3 separate regions of the Canis lupus genome follow, and all the other regions are linked to region 1. The links are chromatin contacts, called in public Hi-C maps. All regions are on one chromosome and are shown on one strand. The core of a region is the stretch at or near the end of the contact, and the rest is flanking DNA. Distances in the headings are between cores, read along the strand shown.

Evidence for each region. A called contact is a pair of places that touch in the nucleus more often than the background predicts.
Region 2: a Hi-C map of amygdala shows a contact between it and region 1, with 5 times the contacts expected there. The contact joins the enhancer-like site here to the promoter of MBNL2 in region 1. A contact is called at or near these places in 2 of 9 Hi-C or Micro-C datasets (amygdala and skin fibroblasts).
Region 3: a contact with region 1 is called in a Hi-C map of blood, with 2.2 times the contacts expected there. The contact joins the enhancer-like site here to the promoter of MBNL2 in region 1. A contact is called at or near these places in 3 of 9 Hi-C or Micro-C datasets (amygdala, blood and skin fibroblasts).

The regions. Positions count from the first base shown.
Region 1 is chr22:47,725,244-47,729,678 of UU_Cfam_GSD_1.0, reverse strand. MBNL2 (muscleblind-like protein 2) reads right to left here and starts at 2,061. Exons shown (of 10, transcript XM_038569890.1): 1 at 1,603-2,061.
Region 2 is chr22:47,845,750-47,850,184 of UU_Cfam_GSD_1.0, reverse strand. MBNL2 (muscleblind-like protein 2) reads right to left here. Exons shown (of 10, transcript XM_038569890.1): 5 at 2,163-2,426. Among named protein-coding and RNA genes, the nearest start is that of RAP2A, 90 kb to the left of the region's middle. Within about 2 kb of position 2,309, at least 3 of the 20 cell types and tissues checked have an H3K27ac peak or open chromatin away from gene starts, as enhancers often do.
Region 3 is chr22:47,626,521-47,630,955 of UU_Cfam_GSD_1.0, reverse strand. No RefSeq gene overlaps it. Among named protein-coding and RNA genes, the nearest start is that of OXGR1, 92 kb to the right of the region's middle. Within about 2 kb of position 2,340, at least 4 of the 20 cell types and tissues checked have an H3K27ac peak or open chromatin away from gene starts, as enhancers often do. A contact at or near this core is called in blood, where this site is marked.

The DNA of each region.
Region 1 (4,435 bases), core at 812-3,311:
TGCCAGCACAGCCAGAACCCTGCAGAGAACCTGCTCGGACCCGCCCGACGTGAGGCAGGTAGGAGAAGATGCCCTATTTATGCTGGAGATTGCTTTAGGGTTTAGAAAGGCCAGGCTAAAATATGAAGACATAACTCAAGACTTGCCAAGTGAGAGTCAGAATGTTCCTGGCCAGGACATAAAGCAATATTCCTCTCCACAAGCCTGAATAAAAGAACACACAGCAGAAATAGTTGGGGGATGACGTCAGAAGTTCTGGGCTAGTGTCCTGCACTTCTCCTTGAAAGTAAAAACAGTAGGTCTAGAAGAATCTACGTGGCATTGCCCTTCCTTAAATGAATATTTGAACTGGCCCTCACAAAACCGTCAGGATAGCCGGAGAAACTTCATCTTATTTACAGATTATAAGCATGCCCTCCTCTCTCTCTCTCTCTCTCTCTTTTTTTTTTTTACTTTATCAGCCCCCCAGATTCATGTATTAACAGATCCACAAACATCTTCCCACTTAACCTTTGTCTCTTAAAAGGACAGTGATGTTTCCTGAAGAACATTCGCGGTGGTAGTGGTTAGGCAAGTCAGATTTTTTTTTTCTTCGCTTCAGTGCTTGCTAACTATTCTAAAAATGTTACACATTTATTGTAAACACATGCTTCCGAGGCCTAACAAAAAAGCACAGTTTCCTCATGCCTGGCAGAAATTTAAAACGGAAAAGGGCAGAAAGAATTCTTTAACAAATATATCATTTCCTTCTCTTGGGCCAAGTGTGTTAAAAATAAATCTCCATCATTTCTCCCTGCTGCTTCTCGGCAAGAAAGTTGATATGGTTCGGCATAGCGAAGACACAGCCTTAAAAGCTAGCCTGCCCTCATTAAATTATTCTGCTGGCTGTGTGTTCTCATTAAAAATGCATAAAGATCAGATAATTGCAGTAAGCATTATTAACCTAGCTTTACTTTTGAATATAATGGTTCCACTTTTAAGCTGGAAACAAAGGCTCAGACATGCCAGAAAAAGAAATGTAAACATTGAACTACAGTATCGAAAACTTGTCAGAAAGCTACCTCTTCTCGCTAGCTTGTTAAAAAATGTGCTTTGGAAACTCAAAGCCCTGGCATTACAGAGCGAGGTAGCTCCCTAATTTCTAATAAAGAGACGTATTTTCAGCCGAACACCCGACCGATGATTATCGGCCACGAAGTTTTCTTTTTCTTCTTAATTACAAGCCCCCTTTCAAAGAACAGGGTCCACGTAAACTTTATTTATTCGGGAGTTAACTACGGCAGTGTGAAAATTTTCGATAGCAAGAAAATAAGCTCGCTCCCCAGAATTCAAATGGTTCTTTGGAATGATAAACAGATCTATTCTCCGAATAAAAACTCGTTTTATGCCTCACCCCCAGACAGGCGGCATAGAGTCAAGCTTTGCCATTTCTTTTTCCCCAAATCCGAATGTTACGTAAAACTCCAGAGTCCCCTGCAAGTATTACATTTGAATTAGTGGAATCCGGTTTCCCTGGCTTCCCTGAGCAACACACATGGAATGCAGCATACTGCAGCAAACTCTTTAAACATTCAAAAAAAGGGGGGGGGGTGATTCTCTTACCCTGTTTAGCTGTCCCTCTTTTTCCCTTTTACAGTAACCCCGGGAACATCTGGAAGAATCAGGCGGCCGAGGCTTCTCCGCTGCATCATGAGGAAGAAATTTCCATGTAAATAGTCCTCATTCCCTGTGTATTGTACTCTGCGAGCCGTCTGCCGTATCTGGAAAATTTTGCCTTCAGATGATGAAGCAAAGACAGTCTAAACTCTGTTGCTGTAAGCTGCAGCCCTTCCTCCCGGCAGGGCCCTCCCAGCGCTGGGCCGCCAATCCGCAGCCAGCTCGTCAGCCCTGCTCCTCCGAAACTGGTCCTCATAGGATGACTGACACAGCAACACGGCGCTTGCAGTGTGTGAAAACAGTGCATCCATACTGATGAAAGAGGAATTTCCCTCTCAGAAGAAAGCAATCATAGCACCAAGACAAAGTGGCACATAATTGGCAGAGCCGAGAGAGGGGTAGCTGGAGAAAACACCCTTGAAGACAGCCAGCCCTAAGCTTGCTTGCGGCTGCACCGTAAATACTTTGGAAAAGACCAACTCCGCAGATTCAAGAGAGAGCCAGGTTGCACAGGAAACCCAAGTCATTCTCCCAGTCGACAAAGCATGTATTTGTTTTTCAAGGAGAAACAATTCCACGTCGGCCGTGGGAAGGAATGCCTTCCAGAGCATCCTCCAGATGATTTCCATTAGGGGGAAGGATGTGTTAGCCCAAGTGCATATTCAAAATCAAAACATGCTTAACCCCCTCGCACACGGTTTCCCTGTAGAACATCTGTTACTGCAGTGGTTAATTGCTGTAGCCCGCACAGCTTTCAGCTAAGTTTTTCCACCGCTGGGGTCTTCAGTTAGGGAACTCTGAACAATGCATCCGATATGCACACATTACCCTTTTGTCCTGTTGGCAGGCACCCCTGAGAGGATTAGGTGTGCTTCCCTCTAATCCTAAGGGACCTCAGGTACCATTTGATAAATACTGTGCATTGGTCCATACTGTCACTAATGAAGCAGTGACTACAGGGAGGTATTCACAGCACAACGCACACGGCACATGGATCCAAGGGGCACCGTCAGGTGCCGCTCCCCAAAGGTTGTCTAGAGGTGCCGAAGTTCCCTGAGATAAAAAAGGAAAAGACAAATGGAAAGGTTAGTGTGGGTTATTTATTTATTTTTTCCCCAGTCAACAGTACTGCTGCATGCTCTGAAAAAAAAAACCCATATGGCATTTGGAAAACACAAAAAGCATGCATTTTCCTTACACTTTTGAATTTAAAAAAATGAAGTGTCAAAAAAATAAAAATAAAAAAAATAAAAAATGAAGTGTCATGACTCCATGACTATACCAAACCAGGAACAAAGCCCCATTCATCTGAAAGCTTGAACCAACACACTATTGTTTATCAGCAACTGCTCAATGCATTTGCAATGAGGTAAGAGTTGAAGTGGAAGGTAGTGGTTTCCTTTGATTTTGCTAACTGCAGTTTAAAAACGCAACATATCATATGACATATAGGCTATTTCTTCAATAGACTACCATGCTTTATTCCCCTCGGATTTTATACTTATAATGATGGTTACAACAGTTTTCATCCCAATGTAAATCCATCATATATAACTTTTAGGCTCTTGTCTACTATAATTTTTACTGATAATTTAAATAATCTCTGTGGTCAAACAGGCAGACAATTATTTCTAGCTATCCATATACTAAATATTATACTATTCTAGACTACACTAATATTATAATATTATGCAAATGGACAGTCACAGGTTTATGAATCTCCTCTTTCTGGTCTTTCTGGTCTCCCTGATTCAGACTACAAGACTACCATTCCCTTCATTTCACTCCTGAAATTTTAGTCATCTTTGACTCATTCTCCGACCTTCGCCAATGAAACGAGGTCTCACTGACTTTTCCTCTGGACTAGTTCAGAACTCCAACCTATTACCTGGATAATACAAATGCTGGTAAGTTGGCCTCTGGGACTCAAGCCTTCCCATGTTCAAGATGTCCCTGTGACGGGACAGGTTTTCCTGTCATGTAAAGTCATGTTCCTTTCATATTCAAGGTCTTCTCTTTTAAAATCCAGATTACAGACTTTCAAGGATTTTCATAATCTGGCTCCACTCTTTCTATTCAACCTCTTCTATACTGTTTTCCTAAGTGAACTTTCTGATGGAGTCATGCTTATTTCTCTGAGACCTGGTTCTAGCAGTCTATCCCCAGACCTGACTCCCAAGAGCTTCACTTAACAAAATCTTATTCAACCTTTAGACCTTAGCTTGCATCCTCTTTCCTCTGTCAGGGCTTCCTTCTCTCTTCACATCACCTTCTCTGATGTTCATCTCTTTTGAAAGCACACTGCACTGTTCATTTTGCCAGACCATTAAACCCCTAATGATGAGATGATCTCCCCACCTCAGAAAGCAAGGATTGCACAGTATATTAAGATAATATACTTAAAACATCTATACAGTGGCTGGCCCAGGATCAGTGTGTGCTAAATGATGGCTACTCATTGCTATTTCTACATCTCCGTCGTATCTAGCGACATGCCATGAGTAAACTTGCTGATTTCATGATTCCGGTCTCAAGAATTGGTATCATATCCAAAAACCTGATGGTCGTTCTTGATCCTCTCTCCCCAAACACCACATGAAATCCATCATTCAAGCTTGTCAGTTTCGGCACCTAAATATTTAGAAATGTTTCACTTCACTCCCGTTTCCACCAATGCAAGTTTGGTCCAAGCTATCAGTGTCTTTCACCATGACTATGAAAACAGACTTTTAGCTCGCTTCCTGCATATCTTCTTGACTCCTTCAGGCCCTTTCCTACA
Region 2 (4,435 bases), core at 1,060-3,559, 120 kb before region 1:
GTAAGTGCCCCCACAGTCTTGATTTTAAAATTCCTCTTAAGGAATGAGGTGTTTGTGTCAGTGGCCATTTTTTCTCTTATCCCTATCAACCCAGGTCACCCACCATGGACATATACCATGTGCATTGTTCCTTCGATGACTGAGGTACATATTGATCATGGATGTTAGAGTTGGCACTTCTCATAAACAGGCAGATACAATCAAAGCTCAGATAAATTCAGGGCTCAGGTCCCAGGTCACGATTAGTACCAGTGGTTTGTTGTGTCAACAGGTATTTGAGGTGTAGGGGCTAATTTTTTTCATACTCCCAGGACCTCATCTTATACCCCTGTGGCCAGAGATGGCTATTGTGACCTAGGCTGAGCCAATCATAGCGTGCTGTTATTCTAACCATGAGGAGAGCCACCAGAATGACCTTTAATTATTTAGTTTGTTTGTTTCTTGTAGAATTAGAACCAATGTAGAAGATGCTGTTTTCTCTCTTGTCAAAAGACATAAGAATGTGTATCCAAAGATGTTCAGATTCGTGGTCAATGTTGCATTGGAGAACCTAGTCTTAGAAGATAGAGCTGATATGCCAAGAGAAGCAGAAAAGAGAAAAACAAGAGAACCCTACTGGTTTTTCAGTTTCTGAATCCGGACACCCTTACCATCTTTTGGACTACTTTTCCCTTTGGAGGGCACCACACGAAGTCCAAATTTTTAATATAAACCATTTCCGTTGGGTTTTTGTCTCTTGTAGCCAGAATCCGGACTAGCCTTGCGGGATATCCTTGGTACCCAGGTATGATGGGTATCTGGGTACCTGGGTTTCCATGCCAGTGCAATGGCAAAAATGTGTGCTCCATACCTAACGATCAACACAGCAGTTAGGGCAAGAAAACCTGCTTAGTTTCTGTATACCATCTAGCAAGTGTGCCTGATGCATGGCAGGTCTCATTACATGTTTTGAATGAATCAGTAAACGAATGAATGGATGAATGCACAGTGTCTACTATATATTATAACAGGTTCCTGATAAGCCAGAGATCTCATGTTAAAGCAAATTAATTAGCAATTTCTACTACCTAGTGTGATGGTTCTCAAACTGTGCTGCACGTGGGAATCCCAGGAGAGCTTCCAAAAAAAGGCCACTGCCCCGGCCACACCCAGACCAATTAAATAAGAAATTTTGGAGGAAGGGGGCTGACGTTGGAACCTTTTGAGACCCTTCAGGTAATTCCAAAATACAGCCAAGTTTGAGAAACCAGGGTTGTAGGCAGGTGCTTGCAGGACTGTTAATGTGCATACATAACACCTGAGGATATTTTAAAATCAGAATTCTGATCGCCAAGGTCTGGGGTGGGGGGCCTGAGAGTCTGGAGCTGGAAACAGGCTCCCCAGGGATAAGGAAGAAGAGGAGGGAGAGGAGCAAGAGGAGGAGGAGCAGCAGGAGGATAGAGGAGGAGAGGAGGGGGAGGAGGAGCAAGAGCGGGAAGAGGAGTAGGGGCAGGCGGCGGCAGGTGGTCTCTAAGCGACACTGCAGTGACTCAGGGACTCCAGGCTGGGTTACAGCCCCCCCCCCCCTCCCCGGTTTAAGGCACCGGTCAGGACAGCTCCGCTTTCCATCCGTTTCATGGCTTGATGTTCTGCACACAAGTTCATTTAGAGGGAGAAAGTTGGAAGGAGAGTGGGAGGAGCAGGGGTGGGGAGGGACGGGTCCCTGTCGCCAGCCTCTGAGCTTGGGGGCTGCGCCCCGAGGCGCCCCTGCCCCGGGCTCTCAGCAGCAGGGCTCGGCTGCATTTATTCCCCCGGCCTGGGCGCGGGGGCGCCGGGCTCCCGGTGGACAGCTCGGAGGAGGAGGAGGAGGAGGCGGAGGAGGAGGAGGAGGAGGAGGAGGAGGGGGAGGAGGAGGAGGGGGGGAGGAGGAGCGAGGGGCGAGGGGCGGGGTGTCCCTGCGCCTCAGGGATTTACCTATTGTGCTGCAGAAGGGAAGGAGGGGGGGGAACCAAACCGAACCAAACAAAACGGGGCGAACGACAACAGAACTTAGGCAGCGGAGCAGCAGGAATGGCAGCCTTCCCTAGTTCCCGCCTGCTGGGGCAGCGTCTGGATCCCGCGGGGCGCCCGCGGCTCCCCGGGCCCGGGCGGAGGAAGGTGCGCGGCGGGCGCGCCCCACTTACCATGACTGTGGCCGCGGCCGCGGCTGCCTGGGCGGCCACCGCCGCTTGGTTGGCTTGGTGCTGCGCAGCTTTGATTTTGGCCTGCAAGTGTGCAGGAGGGTGAAAATATTTGCATTTCTCCCTCATGCAACGCCCCTTTATGTAATCCATACAAACGGTTACGGTGTTGTCGTTTGTGTCGATCATGGTGCTGTCTGCGGGGTGTGCAAAGCGGCAGTCGGTCTCCCCCCGGGCACAGTTTCCTCGCTGGAACTCCCTGCATACCTAGGACACGGGGGAGAAGAAGAGCGGACGATGCACGAGAAAGCCTGATGGGCGCCTGCAGCTGCCTCCGCAGGCGCAGCCTTTTATGCTAACACAAAAGCACAGAAAGGAGTAAGTGCTTTTCCTTCCTTGTCGTGGTGGCTTTTGGGCCCTTTCCATAAAGATGTGATATTGTCCAGAACTCAACCAGAATCCCTGGCAGGCTAATGTGAGTTTTGCTGCGCCCTCTTTTCTGGAGTGAGACTCTGTGTTGAGAAGACTAAGTCAAAGTCTGCAGTCGAGCCGACATGAAAATCAACAAAGCCTCCCTTTATCTGTGGCTGGTGTGCATATCTCTGTATCTGTTTCAGATACAACAATGAGGACACGATCTATGTGTATATGAACCTATATGCGAGTATATAATTTGGACACCTAAATGCAAATCCAGATTGTCTCCTCCCCTGACAACTCTGGGATGCCCTAAGTTTTGTTTTTGTTTGTTTGTTCGTTTGTTTTGCACGGAGGGATGGTATCATCACAGTTCAAGCCCCCAGGGCCAAGCTGTACAACTCCAGAAAGAATTGGGGGAAATAAACTTGTTCCTCCTCGTTGGAGGATGGGAAGTGGGTGGGGTGAATCTGAACACTCCTGTTTTCCCCTAGGACCCCTCACTCCACAAAGATAACTTATGCTTAGTATGTTAAGTCAGAACTACTACATCTAAGGCATTGGAACTTGCATTTCGGGTCACTATATTATTACTTATGACAGCACAGACAGAAAGATAAAAAGGAGAGAAATATGGGAAGAGATAGAAATAAGTGGAGGGAAGTGGAAATAGAGTTTGAAGTGCCGATGTGTTGCCGTTGCTTTTTTAGTCCTCAGTTATCCTTAGGTCTGGAGTAACTAGAATGCTCCATCCTCTAAGAATTCTGGTGGATCAAAAGTTTACTATATAAAGAAAATTTAAAGAGTATTCTTAATTCTGCCCTGAATATCAATAACATAAGATGACATGAATAATATATAGATATAATACTTATATCATTAGCAGGGCAGAATTACTAGTAAAATTGTAAGTTATTTTCCTTTGAAGCTCTAATTCCAAAGTCAATATATTTAAGTGGTGCTGGGCATCCCAACCATCAGTGATGTTCTATGAACGGTCACTGAAGTGACAGTCAAGGCTTGTGAAAGCCAAAGGAGCTTGCAAAATAGTTTCACTGACCAGTGGCCAAGAGGGTTTGTTTGAAGGATAAACAGATAAGTCACAAAATTGCTCGTTGTTTCCTCCTGTTTTTGGATATAAGCCAGTATTCCATCTTTAGTTTGTAAAATGTACAAAATAAAAATTACTCAGACGTTCCCATCAATTCTGAGTAAGCCTTCCTCTCTAAATGGAATCCTCTGGTCTGAGACTACATCAGAGGTGCAGACCAGCCATCAAGCATTTACCAAGGGTCTCTGTGTGCTGCCGACTTCATTCCTGGTTTGAAATGAACTGGAAGCTGCCCTGCTGAAGTCTCTGTAAATTATTTTTCAATATCTACTAGTCCTGTTGGGGAGGACGATTTGTTCCCAACTCAGCTTGATTTAATTTGTTTTCTAAACCAGACACTCAAAAACTGAACACTAAAGCTCCACGGGTCCAGCAGGTGGAGCCCCAAACACTTTCCCCTGACCAGAAAAGGTCTGTTCTACATTCACATGGGCAGGCTGTTAGGCTTTAACTGTTAGATTCTATAGTCGTCTCATTTTGGGATCCATATACTCCAGATTGAAGCTGATATTAGGTAGCAACATTTTATTGCCTTCAATATTTATCAGGTAAACATTTTTATAAATTTTTTATTGGGTAAATATTTAAACAAATGCACATTGAAAGGATATTCTCCAATGATCCAACATAAAGCACAGTGTACATCCTGACCATACATACATCACCTAACAACTTTAATGGGTAATGGAATTAAAGGAGATCATTGAAAAAGCTATCAGAATCTTTACACACCTGTATAAAATGCTCT
Region 3 (4,435 bases), core at 1,091-3,590, 99 kb after region 1:
CTGAAGCAGGAGTGGAGTCCTATAGATTTATGCAACCATGGATGGAACAGAAAGGTTTATCTCAGTAAGCTGGAAGCTGTAGCTTGGCTTAAACTCATTTCCATATCATTGGCTACCTGATCTGTGTTAGTCAAGGATAAACTACTCCAGATATTTCCAGAAGAAAAGATTCCATGCAGAGAGTTAAGGGCGCGCAAAACCCCTGGGAGAGGAAGGGAACAAAGGTCAGTAAAAGCTGCTTTTAGAATTTAGGGAATGAGTATGTGCAGGAATTTTGGGAAACTTTTGGTCAGTGATTTCAGATGCCTGTAACAGCATTACAGGTGACTACGGGAGTCCTGGAAGCCATGGTCAGAGCCTCCAAAGCTGCCTGCTGCTGTTACAGGAACAATGTTGATATCAACTTCTTCTCTACTATCAAATCTTACTTGAGATTTTCCCTTTGGTACAATCTAAGTAGGAAACTTCTGAAAAACCTTCTGAGAAATGTAGTTTCCACATTTTATAGCCCATGCGATTCTGGAAGAGCACAGAATGGGGAAAGAGGTGATCTGACACAAGATCTAAGTAAGAAACACTAATAATATCCTACTTGCTGGTGGAGATGTGATCCTGAAATGAGTTGGTAAGGCTGACCCAGAAACTTGGTAAGGCTGATTCTGGGTGGGATTGATGCTGGGAAGCAAAGTCCGGTAGACTCCACAGACACAGCCAAATGGAAGGATGCCTTGATGGGTGTGTGGGACCACATAGGAAAAGACAAGCCACATGGGGGGGAATACCACATGTGCCATGTGATGACCTCCTGAAACAATCAAGCCATGTTCTGTTTATGACTTTCACTAGAGGGGCATCTGGGTGGCTGTGCTCAGTGACTTAACCAACTGAGCCACCCAGCTGATTTCAGCTCAGGTCACGATCTCAGGGTTGACAGATCAAGCCCCACATGGGGCTTTGTGCTCAGCATGGAGTCTGCTTGAGATTCTCTCTCTGTCTCCCTCTGCCCCTCCCCCTGCTGACTGTCTCTCTTTCTCTCTCAAAATGATTAAATAAAATCTTTTTTTTTTTTTTTTTTAAGAACTTTCACTGGAGTCTGGAACATAAATGGGAGACAGAAAGCATAACCAACCAGGGGCCATCAAGTTAGGAGGAAGGCTTTATAGCAACCCAGACATTCAAATGATAGTTATCGAGAGAATTTTATGAATAAAAAAATTATTCCAGACCAGGAAAAGATTAGAATAGTCTGAAGTAGGGCAGTGATGTTGGAACTAGAAGGAAAGCAGTAGAAATGTGAGGCATTGAAAAGGAAGTTGATAACTCAGTGGATAGTAGGGAGGAGGAGACCAAACAGGACTCCCTGGTTTGTGATCTGGGTAACCTTGTGAATGATACTACTAATTGAGATACTACTTGAACCCAGACTAGAAGTTGGATTTGAGTTGTTCTGTTTTGGGCTTGTTCAAAGTGAAGCCATTAGGATGTCTAAATGGAGAGGCCCAGTAATTCACTAAAGATGGGGATGTGGGTTGGGTTGGTCTTCCCCATTCCATGGACCATCAAGATAGGTCTTATGCATAAATGAAAGTTAATGTGTGTGACACATTGTGCCACGTTGTATGTCCCCTAGTCTTATTTCCTCAACAAATTTGATGTCTGAAGTTCAATAATCAGCACTTCATTTTGGTAGCTTTACGTTAAAGCCTTAAGCTTTTGTACGTGCATGCTTCCTGCAGCATAGGTGATGGGATTGCTGCTTCCATCCACCACTTGGCCTGAAGACAATTCAGAGCATTTCTATGTGACTCTTACAACTCACTTCTGCTCTCATATCTGAGTATGTCAGGAAGAAGTAGAGCTAGAAGAACCCTTCAATCTAACATGATGCAGGGATAGTCAGAGAGAGATGTAGGGTTTGCAGATAGAACCTTCCTGTGATTTCTCTTCTATCTTCACAGGCTTCTCTCCTGATTCAGAATTTTTATAACTTTATTAATAACTTGATTCTTGAAATCTCAGGCAATTCCAAGCCTATTTCTCCCATCAAAACAATGATATCTCCCATCATCATTTGCTAGAATCATGAGTCCATTAAGATCAAATGGTATATCTCCATGAAATTATGATTTACATCGTGTGACAGATTAATAAAAATTAAAGCACTCTGTTGGGAGGGAAATATATAAAAGAATCTCTTAGGGCTATCTAACTTACATGAAATAATACTGTGAGAAAACCTGGAGAGAGAGAAAACAAGAGACAGAGAAAGGTATTGACTGAGAAAAAAGCAGAACTGAAAACCCGCAGGCCAGTTAAGTGGTGTGACTCATAGCTCTCGGTTTTGGGCAGACAGCTGAAGCCAGAGAACATTCAGAGTTGCAGACAAACACTTAAATTAGGCATCCTGGTAGAGCAGGGGCTCCCACTGCAACGGCCTGTCCTGCAGCTCATATGAGGTCATTATCGGTATGCTGATTAATAGGGCTCCTGAGAGCCCCTCCTAGCCAAAAGCAATGGGCTTTACAAGTGGTTCCAAGTGGACTAGAATCATCGTTCATTTCAATCTCTTCCAGAGAGTTCAAGAAAACAATCACATGTCAAGAGCTATGTAATATTTTCCATATAATTCTGATTGTTTCAAATGATCAAAAACACTAAACGGTGCAGTCCCCGTAGCTATAGGATATCATAGAGCCTAAAACCCCTCCTAAACCCTCATCCGGGCTGGCATTGCTTTTATGTACTTTATTTACTGATACAAACATAAAGACCTCTGGCCAGAAAACAGTTTGGAAACCACCGGCTTGAAGGATTGGTATGTCCAATGGGATTAGATGTAGATAGAAACAAGATGCAGGATGGGACATGAAAAAATATCAATGGTCATATTCTCCTGAAAAGGTGATTACTTCCATGATGTGCTAGAGCCAGCCTGTACGTGCCAGCTTGCAAGGAAGAAGTGGGCACATCTTTCCCTAACTCTGCATTCAGGGGGTTCATGTCAGCGGCTCAAAATTGGCACGGAAGGAGTATTTACACCACAGAAACTGGCAAATGCCACACACGAATCAGGGCCTTTTGGTTTTTTTCCTCAGACAGCTGGTTACAAAACACTTGTTAGCTTACTACTGGAACTTAATCCAAAGACAATGTAGCCAGCAAACAGCTAATGCCCTGGGAGGCTCTGACCAATCGCCATCTGGGCACGGTCAAGTGAGGGACTGTGTGGAAGTCTGTAGAATCCAGAAAGAGGGAAGGAGTTCTGCTTGGAAAACACACCTTTGCCAAGTAGTCAAAGACATGGCCATGCACAAGGGATCGGAGGGCCGATATGGAAAGGGCCATGTGGCAGTCACTGCTCACGACTGGAGTGTGGAACCTTTCTCATTTGACCAAGGACTCCAGATAAAGGAAGGAGTTGGGGAGGCAAGAAAGCTGGAGCTCGAAGGACCAGCACACCCGCCATTCTGACAGCTAACCTCTGCTTCTGTTGGAGGCCAAACAGAAGAAAAATGGGCTCCAACAACACATTCCTTAAGCATCCCAGAGAACTTTCCGAGAGCAGGGGTCAGCAACCTCTGGGTTAAGGAACTGAGTGACACGGCAGAAGCTGTTTCTGAGAGGCTCTGGATGGATCCCATCCATCTATGATGTCTGTAGTCCCCTCCTGACTGAAGCAAAGACTGGAAAATCTCTTCTGCTTCCTTCCTGGGTCCTGAGACTCTTCTGGCAAGATGTGTTATTAACTCTGAAATCACTTCAGCAAGAACTAGGAGGAGTGGAAGCTGTTACACACAGAATACGAAAGACCCTACAGCCTAATGGAAGGAAGTGTTCCATTTTGAGGGAGAAACCGATTTCTTTGCAGGAGTCTGGGACAAGCCTGCCTTGGCCTAAAAGGCCCCTCTGTAAGTCTTTCTAAGCCATATGTGTTTAAGACGTAGAGACCAGCTCCAGCAGTGAACACACACAGCACTGCTGGGCCACGCAGTGTGCTTCCTATTTTCACCAGCTGCTTGACCATTGTGTGTCCTTGTCCCTGGGCAGCCAAGCAAGAGAGTGCAGGCAATGGTGCTAGTTCCTTTCATTCTTGCGACCCAGGTTCAAAGGCGATGTCTTCCCAAAGAAGGCTGAGCAGAGGCACGTTTTTCCTAGAGGGCGGCATATTTCCCTGATGGCTTACTCTCGAGGAGTACATTTTGCTTTCTCAAGAAAACACTGACTTTATCATTTAGAAAAAAGATCTGAAGGAAAGCTTTAAGAGCTGATGCTCAAAATAGTTAACAAGTATGATACAGGCACTGATCAATCAGAATAGATGCTGGCCTCTGTTTCTGGAGACCCTCGTGTGCCAGCCTTAACCCCTTAGATTCTGGATCATGGGAAGGCTTGGGGTGTCCCGGAACTGGAGCATGGATGACTGGGCAGCAGGAGA